4 separate regions of the Oryctolagus cuniculus genome follow, and regions 1, 2 and 4 are each linked to region 3. The links are chromatin contacts, called in public Hi-C and Micro-C maps. All regions are on one chromosome and are shown on one strand. Each heading gives the region's core, a stretch centred on a gene start, on an enhancer-like site or on the middle of the called end of the contact. The rest is flanking DNA. Distances are from core to core; before and after follow the strand shown.

Region 1 (3,471 bases), core at 809-3,308, 220 kb after region 3:
TGGAGGGCTGGTTCAAGTCCTGGCTGCTCTGTTTCAGATCCAGCTCCCTGCTAATGCACCTGGGAAAGCAGCAGAGATAGCCCAAGTGCTTGGGCCTCTGCACTCACATGGAAGACAAGGAAGAAGCTCTGGGCTCCTGGCTTCGGTCTGGCCCAGCCATGGCTGCTGCAGCCATTTGGGGTGTGAACCAATGGATGGAAAACCTCCCTCCCTCCCTCCCTCCCTCCCTCCCTCTCTCTCTCTTCCTGTCTCTCTGTGTCTCTCTTCCCTTTTCTGTCACTCTGCCTTTCAAATACATAAAGGAAACTTTAAAAAAAAAAAAAAGAGGCATGGGGGATGCTGTGAGCTATAGGTCAGGGACAGGAGAGGTGCGATGGGCCGCCTTAGGGGCTCAGTGCTTACTGGGCACGGGCAAGACCATGACGGAGGAACGACTTCCAGTGAGGAGGAACTAGAGCTGGGTTTCCTCTTTAGCAAAGACTTTCATCACATCCAGGAGTCGCTGTGGATGGGACATCAGGCTCCTACCAGGCTTATGCTGGACACACGGCACCAATACAACAGACAGGTTCCTAGAGTGAAACACGACTGAACCCTGGAGCACACAGGCTCCCCGTGGATGCTGGCCATTGGCAGCTGGATAGAAATACCAGGGAGACCAAGGCTGGGGCTGTCGTCCTCAGAAAGATAAGCCAGATGCTCCAGCTGTTAACGCCAACAGAGTGAAGAAGGCTACAGGGCCTGTGTGCCATGGCTGGTCCCCTCTCAGGGTAACACAGGGGCAGAGGCCCTAGCGGCACCCAGGTCAGCTCCCTGCAGACACTGTTTGACAGACAACGGTAACACCTGCTCTGCTGGGACTAGAACTTTCCCATTGGCTTGGGACAAGCAAGCAGCAGCCATCGCAGCCCCCTGCAGTCGGCACAGGTGGTCTTCTGTGGTGGGATGTGGCGGGAGGGGAGAGGGGAAGGCCTCAGGGCAGACCAGCTTCCGCAGGGGCTGTGCAGGCTGCTTGTGGCTGAACAGAGCCTTTGCCAGCACTAACAAACCCTCATCAGAGGGCCCAGGACGTGGTGGCCACTGCAGCAGATCTTATTCACCTGGTCATCTGTGGCCTCAGCCGAGGCCAACCCTGAGCCACTTAAACAGGACCGTTCAGTGTTCACACATCTCTGAAGACCCCAGAGCAGAATGTACGAAAGACAGAATTTTCTCTCGGGAAATGCCCTCTGGGAGAACACTTCCTGAACATTCCCTCTTTTTTTCCAGCATTTGGTTTTGCAACTAAAGGGCTGAGCTTCCCCCAAACACCATTTAGTTGTTCATTCTTTAAATATTTGAGCACTTCTACGCCAAATGAGCAATGCTTCCAATTTTGTTGCGGTGTTCTCCTTAACAAGAGGCATCTATCATCAAGCCTCACGTGTGAGTCACTGTTAACTTCCTAAGATCCTAGGAGGACACAGAATTCACAAAGCCAGGGAAAGTTCACGCTCCAGCTCATGTGTCTACCTGCCAGCCAAGGGAGCTGACGAAGAGATCTTCTGAGAGACAACCAAGGTTCCTCTTGCCTAAACTCTGGGATAACAAACAACAGCTAATTCAGTTTCTCCGTTAGAACATCAGTGTTGCGAGGTGAGAGACCGTAGTCTGAAGAGCCATCAGCCGTGGCATTCATTCTTGAATAAGAAGGTACTTGGAAAAGTTTATGGAAAAAAATGGACTAAAAAGATAAGCTTATTTTGGTACAAACACTTTTGAAATCCATGATAGGCACTTCTCATGAACTTCTTGAAGACCCTCTGAACACATGGGTTCCAAATTCTTTTTCACCACAATCAACTTATTTTGCAGTTCCTTCTTCCACCAACTTTTGCAAGTGTGCGCCTATGTCCATAGGTACGTTATAGATGGAATTAAAGGCCTTCCCACAGACACGTGGCTCCTTACGGCAATAATGACGGGTCACAGCTTACATTTCCTAGGAAACCACAGCCCACAGTGGTGATCTTGTCTGGTAACAAATCCAGAGTGCCCAGTTCTGGACACAGAGCACATCCAGGTTCATGGCCAAGAATGCAGTTCTGTGCAACACAGAAAGACCCAGGGCGAATTCCCGGCTATGTTCCTAAGAAGCAAAAGCGCCTGTCTGCTTCCTCCAGTCTGCGTCTTTCCCCCACTCCCAAGAGCCCCTGGGGAAATAACTCAACCCACTTCGCTGTCTGTCTGTGTGAGGTTATGGGCACAAATTCTGGACCCAGACTGCCTGGGACTGAGTCTTGGCTCCGCTTTTTATTGGCTGCATGATCTCAGGCAACTTACGGAAACACGCTGTGTTTCTTTCCTCATTAAGGAATGTAGATAACAACCAATCTTGCTTCATAGAAATTCTGACTCATTTAAAGTGAACTGCTTAGACTAGTGCCTGGAATATGTGAAATGTTATCGATGCCTTTCAACAAAAACCCAGCTGACACCCCATGACTTAGTGCTAGGATTTTTATGAAGAGTCAAAATTGATCCAGAGTACAAACAGGGTCGGTACCAACAGTGGATTAAGCCACTGCCTGCAATGCCAGCCTCCCATGTGGGCGCTGGGTCAAGTCCCAGCTGCTCCTCTTCTGATCCAGCTTCCTGCTAATGGCCTGGGAAAAGCAGTGGAAGATGGCCCAAGTGCTTGGGACCCTGCCACCCACGTGGGAGAAAGCTCTTGGCTTTGCCTAGCCCAGCCCTGGCTGCTGCAACCATCCGGAGAGTGAAGCAGCAGATGGAAGATCCATCTCTCTTTCTCTCTATCTCTGTCTCTCCCTCTCTCTGTAACTCTGAGTTTCAAATAAATAAATAAATCTTTAATTAAAAAAAAAGTACAAACTTTGTAAATTCTAGATCACTATTGTGAGTTTTGAGTCTGGGGCAAGCAGGCCATGACAGCGTTAAGTGACACACCTGGCTTATATTCTGCACTCTGGGTAGCAGGGCCAGGAGCCTGGTGCCAGTGCTTCGGGCAATGGGCAAGATGTCTCCAGAACTGGTTAAACCCCAGCAGACAACACCTTTGTCTGCTTCATCCATCTTTGCTGAGGTCAAATTCTGAATAGAGAGGAATTAAGATCTCTGTTTGGTATCAATGGCCCAGATTGGGACCAGATTTAAGCTGGTTTAAGCTGCGGTCCATCCAGTTCACCCTGAACTACCAAACACTGGTCAGTTCACCACCCATGACCCATTCTTCCGGGAGGAATAAGTCGAAGGAGGACGAACGAAGTCCCTCACTCCTGCTGATACCCACAAGACCCCTGGGGCTGGAGAACTTTATTTCCATTCTAGAGAAATGAAATTCTCCAGAAATACAACACAACATCTCCAGGAAGTAAAAGACCATCTGTATTTCAAAAGGCAACCAAATCAACTCAACTGTCCACCCAGCCTTTGTTCCCCCCACCTGCTTCCTGTGGAATTATTTAGGACCTA
Region 2 (3,386 bases), core at 805-3,304, 130 kb after region 3:
CAAGGAGCAGGAAGCGGGAAGGAGGGGAAACAGCAAGAAAAACCCCATGGGAGCAGCCTTTACCCTTTTAAAGCAGCCTCTGGGGAAGTCTAACCCAACAACTTCTGCTTCTACTCATGGGCCAAAGCTGCCTACTAAGGAGAACAGAGAATACAGACTTGGCGCTGGCTCGGGGCCCCACCAGAGAAAGTCAATAAGTAAGAAGACAACCGTTCTGTGTGGTGGGCGTCGGCTGCCCCCGCCCCACTGGGTGACACTGCCCACCTCACCAAGAGCTAGGATTTCGTGAACTCTCAGATCTTCCTGGGCCAAGTGAATCCTGATTTGCTGAGGGCTCTGAGGTGCATTTTTCATACCTAAATCCTAACACCCAGTGGGGGTTTATTGTCATTGTCATTGTTTCTGTTTACCGCACCCCCCCCCCCAGCCTTGTTCTCCTTTGCATCCAGAATATCAACACGCAATTTCCTCCTCCTCCTGTCTTTAAATCACATCCTGAACCAACTTGACTTCCAAATCCAAATCTCCCTCCAAGTGGAATTAATCCAAACACACCTACTGACCTGTGACGAGTCTCCTTCCGGCTGTAGTTTGCTCTGGCCCAGGACACAGCAGGAGAGAGCAGACAGGACAAGCTTCAGATGTCTGCCTTGTCCCTTATCTGTTGTGTGACTGCAGGAAAATTGCTTCACCTTTCTGGGTTCTTGTTCCTTCCCTGGGAAGTGGGAATAAGGTTAGAGACCATCAGCTTTCGGTGGAGGTTAGCACCCTGGGTCTTCCTGTTTGTGCTATAGCCTAACAGAGAGGAACTGGGACTATATGTTTGTGCTATAGCCTAACTAGCCCAGGCCAGTTCACAACAGCTAGCAATGCACAGGTGTGTGCTGCAGTGGTATCGATGCCTTGGGACATCCAATACCAGAGTGCCTGGGTTCGAGTCCCAGCTCCACATCTGATTCCAGCTCCCTGCCCAAGTGCACCCTGGGAAGGAACAGTGATGGCACACATCTCTCCCACGTGCTAGACGCAGGTTGAGCTCCTGGCTCCTGGCATCAGCCTGGCTCAGCCTCAGCACTTGTGGGCATTAGGGAGTGAACCAGCAGAGGGAAGATCTTGTCTGTCTCTGTCTCTTTGCGTTTCAAATAACTTGTAAAATAAACAATTTTTTAAAGATGGCTAATGCTTTTCCAGTAATTATTATGTGCCCGTTGCTCATCCTCTCTTAGCCGTCACAATAACCCTAAAGTTGGTGCTATTGTCATCACCCCGTTCTACAGATGAGGATACTGAGGCTTCAGGAATCACCCAGCAGAGCCACAGAGCACATGCTTCTAACCGCCACACCACCATGCCGGCCGCGCTGCCCTCGGCAGTCTGCACTCTCTTCCGCTGTCCACTCGTGTCCACTCATGCCCCTGTAGAGGTGGGCTGGGAGGAGTCAGGTAGGGACACCCAAGGGGATGCTTTTCTGGGTTGAAAATCCCCACGGCACCAGGCAGGTGCCTGGGAAAACATCACGCACAGGCGGGTTTGGGAGCGTGAGGACAGCTGCGGCCGTTAGGAGAGGCAGCAGCCCGTGACAACCTCTGCCTTATAGCAAAGACCAGAGTTGGCATGGGAAAGGCTGCTGTGCACTGCACCAAGATAGTTCCCGCACCAAGTGACTCACCCCAGGCCGCCTTTATGTAGCAGTCTGTGCACTTACAATGACTTCACTTTTTAAAAATCCCATTTATATGGAACTAAACAGGGACTGTGTAGCCGTGTGAGAGACACCCCAACAACCCCACGATCCTATTACCAGGAACTTGCCACACACGCTGCCTGAACAGACCCTTCCCTTGGATTTTCTCTTCCAAATCTTCCTCTGCACAGTTATCACAATAGAAAGTAGTCGATTCCAGCTGCGCGAGGCGCTCCCACCAACCCTGCCATGCTTTTCCCAGCACTGGAAAAGTACAGAGTTTCTCTCCCGAGCATTTTAATACAGGCAGCGATCTGGGACGCAGCCAGGGCAGAATGCTAATGACATCACGGAACTCCGAGGCCAGGGAAGGAAGCCACGGCTGGGCTCTTGGAGTTGCCTCCCAGGGCTGGCCTTGGCCGCTGCCGGGCAAGCTGTCCCAAGGGACAGGAATTAATGATGTGCCTGTCTGACCAGGATGCCAGCGAGGGGACGGAAAACATTGACAAGAAAGGGCAGAAATCAGAGAAGGGGGAGGAGGAGCGAGGGTGAGAACCCACAAACGAGGGAAACCTAACACTCTCCTTGCGTTTGGCTGAAATGTAAACCCATGCATGAGTGGGAAACAGAACCTATAGGAGGCCAGGGATTAGGAGCTACTCAAACGTCACCAGCCTCACTGAGAAAACTGGTTCCCAAGCCTTTTTGAATGTTTACGAGAGGCCGTCTGCAGGAAACCGGAGCCTGCTGCGAGTTGACATTTCAGCAAAGCCTGGCCTGGGAAAGCCCGTCCTGACTCGCGCCTATGGGCCGGAGTTCATGTTCACTGCTGGGACAAGTTGACATTTCCTTCTAAAGGAAAAATACGGCAGGGACCCAAGGCTGCTCAGGAGTCCCCTGCAAGTTCTCCTTCACAACCTGAACCAACCTGGGTCTTCTTTGTTCTTTCTTTCCTTTTTTTTTTTTTTTTTTTTTAAATAAGATTTATTAGAGAGGCAGAGATCTATCTGCTGATGCACTCCCTGAATGGTGGCAACAGCCAGAGCTGGGCCGATCTGAAGCTAGGAGCCAGGAGTTTCCTCCGGGTCTCCCACACGGGTGCAGGGACCCAAGCACTTGGAGCATCTGCTCTGCTTTCTCAGGCCATAGCAGGGAGCTGGATTGGAAGTGGAGCAGCTGGAATTCCAGCTGGCACCCAAATGGGATTAGGATGCCGGCACCGCAGGAGGAGGCTTAACCCACTACACCATGGCACCAGCCACCATCCTGGGTCTTCTAACAGACCCAAGTAGGGTGAAGCCAGGCAGGTACACAGATTTAAAGAGGCGCACCCTCTTAGGGCCGTGCAGGCGCAGAGTTGAATTCTGAGAGTGAGCGCCTTCTTAAATCTTGTGCCCTTGACACCTGCTCCACCTTTTGGGCCCTTGTCTTTCTGTTCTGAAAATCCCCTCAATTCTAAGTTTCTTGGTTGGGGAAGAGGTATAGGCAATTTTCAAAGCTCCTCAGATGATTCTAATGTGTAGCTTGATGGAGAAACACTGCTTTAAATGAACAAGGGTTGGTGGCAAATTGAAGGGATGAATCCAACTGAATGCCAATACTCAATATTAATTTTGTCTTTTCTAGTCTGCACTAATTACAGGGGAAAATTACAATCTAATTCATTTTGGTTTAGTCTGTTCACTATATTAGAATACTTCAA
Region 3 (3,652 bases), core at 1,055-3,554:
CTAATAAATGACTCTTAGTGGCCAAGGTTAAAAAAGAAAATTTAGAAATGTTTATTCTCAGAGATTTCACTACAATGCTCCAGTAATTATTTGTTTTGGAAAACTCTGAAGGAACCTGACCTGAAGCCTAAAAACAGAACCTCCTGCCATTCCTTTTGAATCTAAAAACCCCTATTATCCTTGTGCTCTCAGTAAGTCCAGCACCTACAACTAAGGAATCAACATGAAACTCCCTGTTAAATCTATTACAACCACACCACTCTGCTCTGATTTCTTTCAATTCTGATTTTCAGCTGCCTTGTCCTCCTCTAAAACTGGGAAAATTCCAAGAAGAAAATCTCCACCTCAATCTGTTACCTTTCAAAAACTTGAAGAAATATTAGTCAGGAAAGGGCATTTTTAATTAACATCATCCAAAAGTTGCTGAGTAATCACTATTTACTGTTTAACTTAAAATTTCAGTTATATTAAGAATCTCCATATTAAGTGTTACGACTACATTCGATCCCAGGTGGTTAAGTTTTCAAATGAGAAAATTTTGAAAATAACAATGGGAATGGGGAAAACCAAAGAATTCATTTAGCGCTGGGGCTGGTGCGCAGTAGTTGCTAATTTATTCACTCACTTATTTTACAGTGGCTTCTGGTATTAACTGAAGAATAGCAAAGAAGAAATCAGTAAAGTATTACATATAAAAAGGAAGTGACTGGTACACAACCTAATGCATTGTGGTAACTATGATTCAGTATATAATAAGGACGGAAAATTGGCACTACACAGAGGTAATCTGCCTTTGGTTTACAATATAGCAGCCTCTTCATTTCATCAAAAACACTGTAATCACTTCTGCAAAATTAATTGCAATTAATTCCTGGTTAACTCTTGAAATTAAATCTAGACTTGTGTGCTCATGTTTTAAATTGTGTAAGTGCTCTCTCCCCGGTGTATATAAACTGAGAATTTTACATTCTATTGAATAGGGACCAAGATAAAGAATCTACAAAACAGCAAGGATATAAACAAGTTTATCTTCCGCTCATACTGATTAGAGAAGTTAATCTCTCCCATAAGAGTGGAAGGACTTAACAGTAAAGCCAGCCTACGTTACTACTCCTACTATATAAATCCTCAATTCCTTAAAATAATTTCCTCAACGGTGAAAATACCAAAGTGGAGAAAATAGGGAGGGGGGTACTGTAAATACCACGGGTTCCACCATTCTTAATCTTTCTATAATGTACCCCTCTTACACTTCACGCTGTTCAATAAACTTGCTTTAAGTCCCAACACAATCTGGATATGTGCTGATGGTTTCCTTCAAATATATTAAAATATCAGGAAAACGAGACAGTTCTGAAAAAAAAAAAATCCTCCAACACTTTAGTGTTGCATTTCGTTTGCTCCGGTCATCTACTTCGCTTTTCAACCTCACTGACACTGTCTGCCTAAATCGAAGCCGCCCGTTACATTTTCACCAAGATATTTTCGGGAATGAATGAGGCACGGATTCCTGCTCATCGTCTGGGCTCCCTGGATCCCAAGTCTCCACTTCCCAAGTTCCCGCTACAGCCTGGCGATGTGCCCCCCAATTCCCGTTACTCCGACTCCCAAGTCTGGGCAAGTTTTTCCAGCCGATTAAAACAACAAAACGAAAAACAAAACCTGCACGTGCAAACTAAAAAGTTAGCATCCGAAGGCCGCCGCGGCCAATCCCCCCACCACGGCACAAAGGCAGCGACACCCGCCGCGGCGGGACCGCCGCAAGGGCCAGCCCAGCCGCGGCCGCCGGGGCCCCGCACCCGCCGGCGAGCCGCGGCCAGCGTGCGGGGCGCCCGGCCCGCGCCTTCCCCGCCACCGGGAGGGAGCGGAAGCTCCGGGTGCGAGCGGCGGCGCCGAGCTGCGGGCTCGGCTTCCAGGCTGGGGCGAAGTCCCCTCCGGACGGGGCCGCGCCGCAAGGCTGGGGCTCCGCGGCGGGCGCGGGGGGCGGCGCGAGGACCCCCGCAGCCCCGGCTGGGGGCGGCGGCGGCGGCGGCGTGCAGACCCCCGGCCCCCTGGAAGCACTTTCGAGGCGTCTCCCACCCCCCACGACAAGATGGCGACGTGGACAGCGGGGGAGCCCGGCCGGCGAGGTTGGGGGAAAGAGAGGGGAGGGGAGAGGAGGCAGAAACAACAAAAAAAAAGGCCGGGCGACCCCCGCCCGCCCAGCGACCCACCCCGGGAGCGCCGCGGCCCGGCGGGCGGGCGGGCGGGGAAGGGGCTTACTTTTTCTTGTCGTTCGCGCCGCCGGCGCCCTCCATGGCGATTCGGTCTCCGCGATGCCTTCCCGGCCGGCGGCCCCCAGGCTCGCTCCGGCCTAAGCGCCGGCTCCCTGCACACGCGGAGAGAGCAGAGCAAGTCCGGGTGGGGGCGGCGGCGGGGGAGGGGTGCGAGGCGGGAAGCTCCTCGCAGAGCAGAGCGGGGCGGCGAGCGCGGAGTCCGGCGCGAGCCTCCGCGCAGGCTGCTTGTCACGGCCCGGCCCGACGCGCTGGGCCCACTCGGCAGCGAGGACGGTCCTCGCGTCCCCTCAGACGAGGCGGCTCTGCGCTCGGCGGAGCTGAGGCAGCGGGCAGGGGGCGGGCAAGGGCGGAGGCGCGCCCGGCCGCGCGGGGAGGGGAGGGGCGGGGCGGGAGCGCGCGCCCCCGCCCCTCGCCTGCCCGCCGAGCCCAGCGCGCGCGCGCGCGCCCCCGCAGGCCCGCCTCACCTGAGGGGGAGGCGGGCTGCTCGGGAGCCAATGGCGAGCGACGCAGGCGGCCAGTGCCCACCCCAGCCCACGTCGCTCTCAGCCAATCCGGAGGCGCTCAGCTGAGGCACAGCTGGGACGCGCCGCGGCGCTCACGTGCCCGTCTGTGTGCGGCCGGGGCGGAGAGAAAGGCGTTGGGGGGTGCGTCTGCGCCGGGACTAGGGGGCACCCAGCGCCTGCCGCTGGGGACGGCGGCGGCGGGCTTGCGGGAGGCGCTGCTGAGGGGAGTTGGCGGCTGCCCGGGCCCGAGGTTGCATCACGTTTTCCCGCTCCCGCGCTCCCCTCAGGCGGCGTAGCCGAGTTCCCTGTGGGAAAGCGCAGCCCTGGCGGCTTGGGCGCGAGCCCCCCGGGTCTCCCCGCTCGGACGCGTTGCGGCGCGGCCTTCCTGCCAGGCTGCCCGCGCTCTGCCGCACGGCACGGGGGACCCCGCGGGGCCCCTGAGGCGTTCTGTCGCGAACTTGTTTAAGTTAATGCCAGGGAAAACCTCACAGACCCGTTGTTGCACGCCTCTCTCCGAGGAAGGAAGGTGTGAAGTTACTGTAGAAACGGCTTTCAGAAGCGAGAATATATAAACCTGCATTTCAGGGAGGGTCGGAAAAATGGCTTTAGGCACACTTTTCTTTGTGCTTTCTTAGCGCTTTTGCAAGACGATCTTGCGTGGATTCAGAAGAGTCTCCTTGAGTTGCGTTCGCGGTGTAGACCGAGTCCGGAACCCAGGCTGCCTCCGGGGCATGGGCCAGAGCCCGCCGGGTTGGAAGGAACCGGGCACGACGGTGCTGGCTAGCACTGCCTGTTTGCTGACAGGACTGCGAGTTACGGAACAAAACTTAAGCACTTTTTTGTCTTTAGAACCATACATTTCAAGCCTCTCAA
Region 4 (3,380 bases), core at 548-3,047, 170 kb after region 3:
GCTCCCTCTCCCCATGCTTATGGTCGCTGCCACCCTGTTCAGATCCTAGCAGGCTGCAGGGCTGTCTCCCATGGGGCTTAACAGCCTTGGAGGTGTAGGGTCTTGGAGAGTGGCCATGTGGATTTCCCTCGCTTCTCTCTGGTGCCTCCTTTGTGCACTCCCGCAGGCCAGGACACTTCAGACCCTGACACCCAGGGCAAGGTGAGGGAGTGTGCCCATGACAATGGCATGGGGGAGGAAGGATCAGAAACCACAGCGCGGACGCACTGACTCAGCTCATCTTTCAAGACTGCAGTTCTGAATCATCAGTGAACATGAGCTCGCTTTCACCATCATCAGAGCTGCATGTGGGTCACGGAGGTAACAGCATGAAAGTGAGCCAGAGAGAGAGAGAAGAAATTCAGTGCTCTCTCTCTCCCTCTCTCTCCTATCTAGCACCCAATCTGAAATGATCCACTTCTCCAAATCTGTTCACAGTTCAATGCCATTTTGCTGTGGGGACATCAAGGCACACATGCTAATGTCCAGTGCCCCGAAGCCCCCCTGGGGGCAGTGACAAGTTCAGGGGGTTGGCCAGAGATTGGCCCGTGGAAGGCAAAAGCGGGAACTTGAACTCTATTCCTAGGCTTGGGGCCCGGAGGGCCAAGAGGGCAGCCTAAGCTACGGCCTTGCTGCTTTTCCCCAAGACTCTTCCAGCTGCTAAGTGGCCCACTGAGGCAGTACCTTGACCGTAAGTGCCCGCGGCCCTGACCACAGCTTTCCGTGGGCTTCTCTGCCCCGGCAGGCTCTGCAGGTAAAATACTGACATCCCATTGTGGAGTGGATCATGCCATCCAGCATGGAGAACTCTCTGCCTAGTTTTCCTGCTCTAAATTCCAGACTTTTGTGTGCCTGATGTTCTGTATCAAAAGCCTGAAACTATGGGGCTGGCATGAAAATATTGTGGCGTGGAGGGTTAAGCCCCCACCCTGTGATGCCAGCATCCCCTGTAGGCGCTAGTTCCAGTCCTGGCTGCTCTGCTTCCGATCCAGCTCCCTGTTAATGTGCCTGGGAAAAAAGTGGAAGATGGTCCAAGGGCTTGGGCCGCTGCCACCTACATGGGAAACCCAGATGGTGTCCCAGACTCCTGGTTTCAGCTGGGGAGGTTTCGGACGTTTGGAGAGTAAACCAGTGAAGGGAAGATCTCTCTCTGTCTCTCTGTCTCTGTCTCTGTCTCTGCCTCTCCTCTCTGTAATTGAACCTTTCAAATAAATAAATTTTTTAAGACTAAAAATATTTACAAAGAGACCTGGGGGAGTCCTCTTGTCTCCTCCCTTTTTCTGTACCCCTGCTTGGGGGTGGGATGGAGAATCCACTATGGGGTCCCTCCTACTCCCCAAGTCCCTTCCAGAAACATCTGAGAGTGGCTGATGGGTGTTTCCCTCCTTGGAGAGGAGGTGGGAGAGGCTCTGGACGAGCTTCCCAAAGCCACAAGGCCAGAGGAGGCAGCTGACTCACCCCCAGCTGCTTCCTGGAACTGCCGTGCCGGGCTGGCGGGTGAGCCGTACTTTTCCAAGGTGATCCAGGGCTGTTGCCACATTCCTGCTCTCCCCCCACCAGACCTTCCTGTAAGTGCAACCAGAAAGTTACCCAAACCACGCATTCCTGGGCAGTCAGGCGCACGGCTCCAGACGCAAGGTTTCCAGCAGGCCTTGAGAGCCCCTGGGGACCAGGCGTACAGTCACCCCAGAGCCTCTGCACTTCCTTAGCCGGGCCACGCGCTTTCCTGGCTGGCCGTGGAGTCATGTGGAAGCCGGCGTGGGACTCCACGTCAGCCAGGAAGCACCAGCCTGGCTGGATTCCCCTTTGGGGACAGTCAGCTGAGAACGGTGTCCCAACATCCTGCAATTCACAAAGACGCTTTTTCTGGTCTGCCCTGTGCAGCCCGGGCTGAGAGCATGCCTCACACTGAATCAGTCTTGGGTTTGTTGGTTTGTTGTTGTTTTTTTTTTTTTTTTTAATTTCTGAAGCAGGGCTCTGGATTGGAAGTGCCTCTGCTGGACCACAGTGTCTGCTTCTCTCTCTCTCTGCCGCTTTGCAGAATGGAAACCCGCATGGGGTAGCAGGGACTGTGCAGAGAGGGGCGAGGAGAGATGGTGATCACTCACCCTCTGCTTCTCAGACAGAGTATGGTGGGAAACATACATGACATAGACCCTCTGTTCCCTTCTCCTCATTCCTTCCTGGCAAAGGGAGCGCTAAGGAGGGTGGGGTGTCAGGAATAAAACAGGAGGCGTAACTGGAGCCCACCCTCTTCTAGAATGAGCCTGAAAATGAGTCATTGCCCTCCCTTTTGGCTTGACTGATATAGGCTATGGGGTCAATCCCAGCTATGTGGTCCCTACTTGTAAAACTAAGTCCTGGGCCAGCACTGTGGTGTAGCAGGTAAAGCCACCACTTGCAGTGCCAGCATCACATTTAGTCGCTGGTTCAAGTCCCGGCTGCTCCACTTCTGATCCAGCTCCCTGCTATGGCCTGGGAAAGCAGTGGAAGATGGCCCATGTCCTTGGGCCCCTACACCTGTGTGGGAGACCTGGAAGAGGCTCCTGGATCCTGGCTTTGGATCAGCTCAGCTCTGGCCTTTGGGGCCATTTAGGGAGTGAATCAGTGGACCTCTCTGTGTCTCTCTGCCTCTGCCTCTCTGTAGCTCTGCCTTTCAAATAAATAAACAAAATTAAGTCTTCAGGTTAAATAAGACTGTTATTTGCATTGAGAGTTAGGAATGCACAAGGTACCTCTTTTTATTCTTGCCACAGTCTTAGGAGATGGGCGTTATTATTATCATTTTTAAAAAATCTGGGATTCAGGAGTGTTCTGTTTTCCTGCCTCCAGAGCGAGTTGTCTGCACCTGCCCCGAGGGAAGGAGTTTCATTTAAGATTGCATCCCATCCTCACGCCACCCTCTGACGTAGCTGACATTTCTGTTATTAGCTCCATTTTACAGATGAGAAAACTAAGGCTCACAGACGTTTCAAATGCTCCCACCCCCCTCCAATGACGATAGCTTGTTCAGCAGAGCCTGCGGGGGACCCCACTCCTGGCTGGCGCCAAACACCATGATTCTCTCACTATTTTGCTAATTCCAGGCGTGTGCTGGTAGCCTGTCTGCCTTCCTCCTCCTCTTCCACATCCCCATCGTCAGCCCTGATTTCTAGCACTTGCCGATTCCCATAGTTAAATATTCCCGTCAGAAGCAGTTCTCCACGTTACAGCGAGCTCACTGAGTGCTAACGCGGGTAGAGACGTGCACAACCTCTCGTGAGCTAGTGGGAGGCAGCTCGGGCGAACCGCTGGAGACCGGAACACGTGCTCATGTACAGGGGGTGTCCCCCCAACCCCAG

What was found. Hi-C and Micro-C count contacts between places; a contact is called where the count stands out from the background.
Region 1: a contact with region 3 is called in a Hi-C map of skin fibroblasts, with 6 times the contacts expected there. The contact joins the enhancer-like site here to the promoter of HIF1A in region 3. A contact is called at or near these places in 2 of 6 Hi-C or Micro-C datasets (embryonic fibroblasts and skin fibroblasts).
Region 2: a Micro-C map of ear pinna shows a contact between it and region 3, with 2.6 times the contacts expected there. The contact joins the enhancer-like site here to the promoter of HIF1A in region 3. A contact is called at or near these places in 2 of 6 Hi-C or Micro-C datasets (ear pinna and skin fibroblasts).
Region 4: a Hi-C map of embryonic fibroblasts shows a contact between it and region 3, with 3 times the contacts expected there. The contact joins the enhancer-like site here to the promoter of HIF1A in region 3. A contact is called at or near these places in 2 of 6 Hi-C or Micro-C datasets (embryonic fibroblasts and skin fibroblasts).

What each region holds. Positions count from the first base shown.
Region 1 is chr20:9,036,558-9,040,028 of mOryCun1.1, forward strand. The region is part of intron 10 of PRKCH (protein kinase C eta); the gene reads right to left. Among named protein-coding and RNA genes, the nearest start is that of HIF1A, 220 kb to the left of the region's middle. Within about 2 kb of position 2,059, at least 1 of the 8 cell types and tissues checked has an H3K27ac peak or open chromatin away from gene starts, as enhancers often do.
Region 2 is chr20:8,952,422-8,955,807 of mOryCun1.1, forward strand. LOC103351648 (a long non-coding RNA gene) reads left to right here. Exons shown (of 3, transcript XR_519381.4): 3 at 1-3,386. Among named protein-coding and RNA genes, the nearest start is that of HIF1A, 130 kb to the left of the region's middle. Within about 2 kb of position 2,055, at least 5 of the 8 cell types and tissues checked have an H3K27ac peak or open chromatin away from gene starts, as enhancers often do. A contact at or near this core is called in ear pinna, where this site is marked.
Region 3 is chr20:8,817,254-8,820,905 of mOryCun1.1, forward strand. HIF1A (hypoxia inducible factor 1 subunit alpha) reads right to left here and starts at 2,305. Exons shown (of 18, transcript NM_001082782.1): 1 at 2,263-2,305. The coding sequence starts at 2,297.
Region 4 is chr20:8,986,849-8,990,228 of mOryCun1.1, forward strand. No RefSeq gene overlaps it. Among named protein-coding and RNA genes, the nearest start is that of HIF1A, 170 kb to the left of the region's middle. Within about 2 kb of position 1,798, at least 5 of the 8 cell types and tissues checked have an H3K27ac peak or open chromatin away from gene starts, as enhancers often do.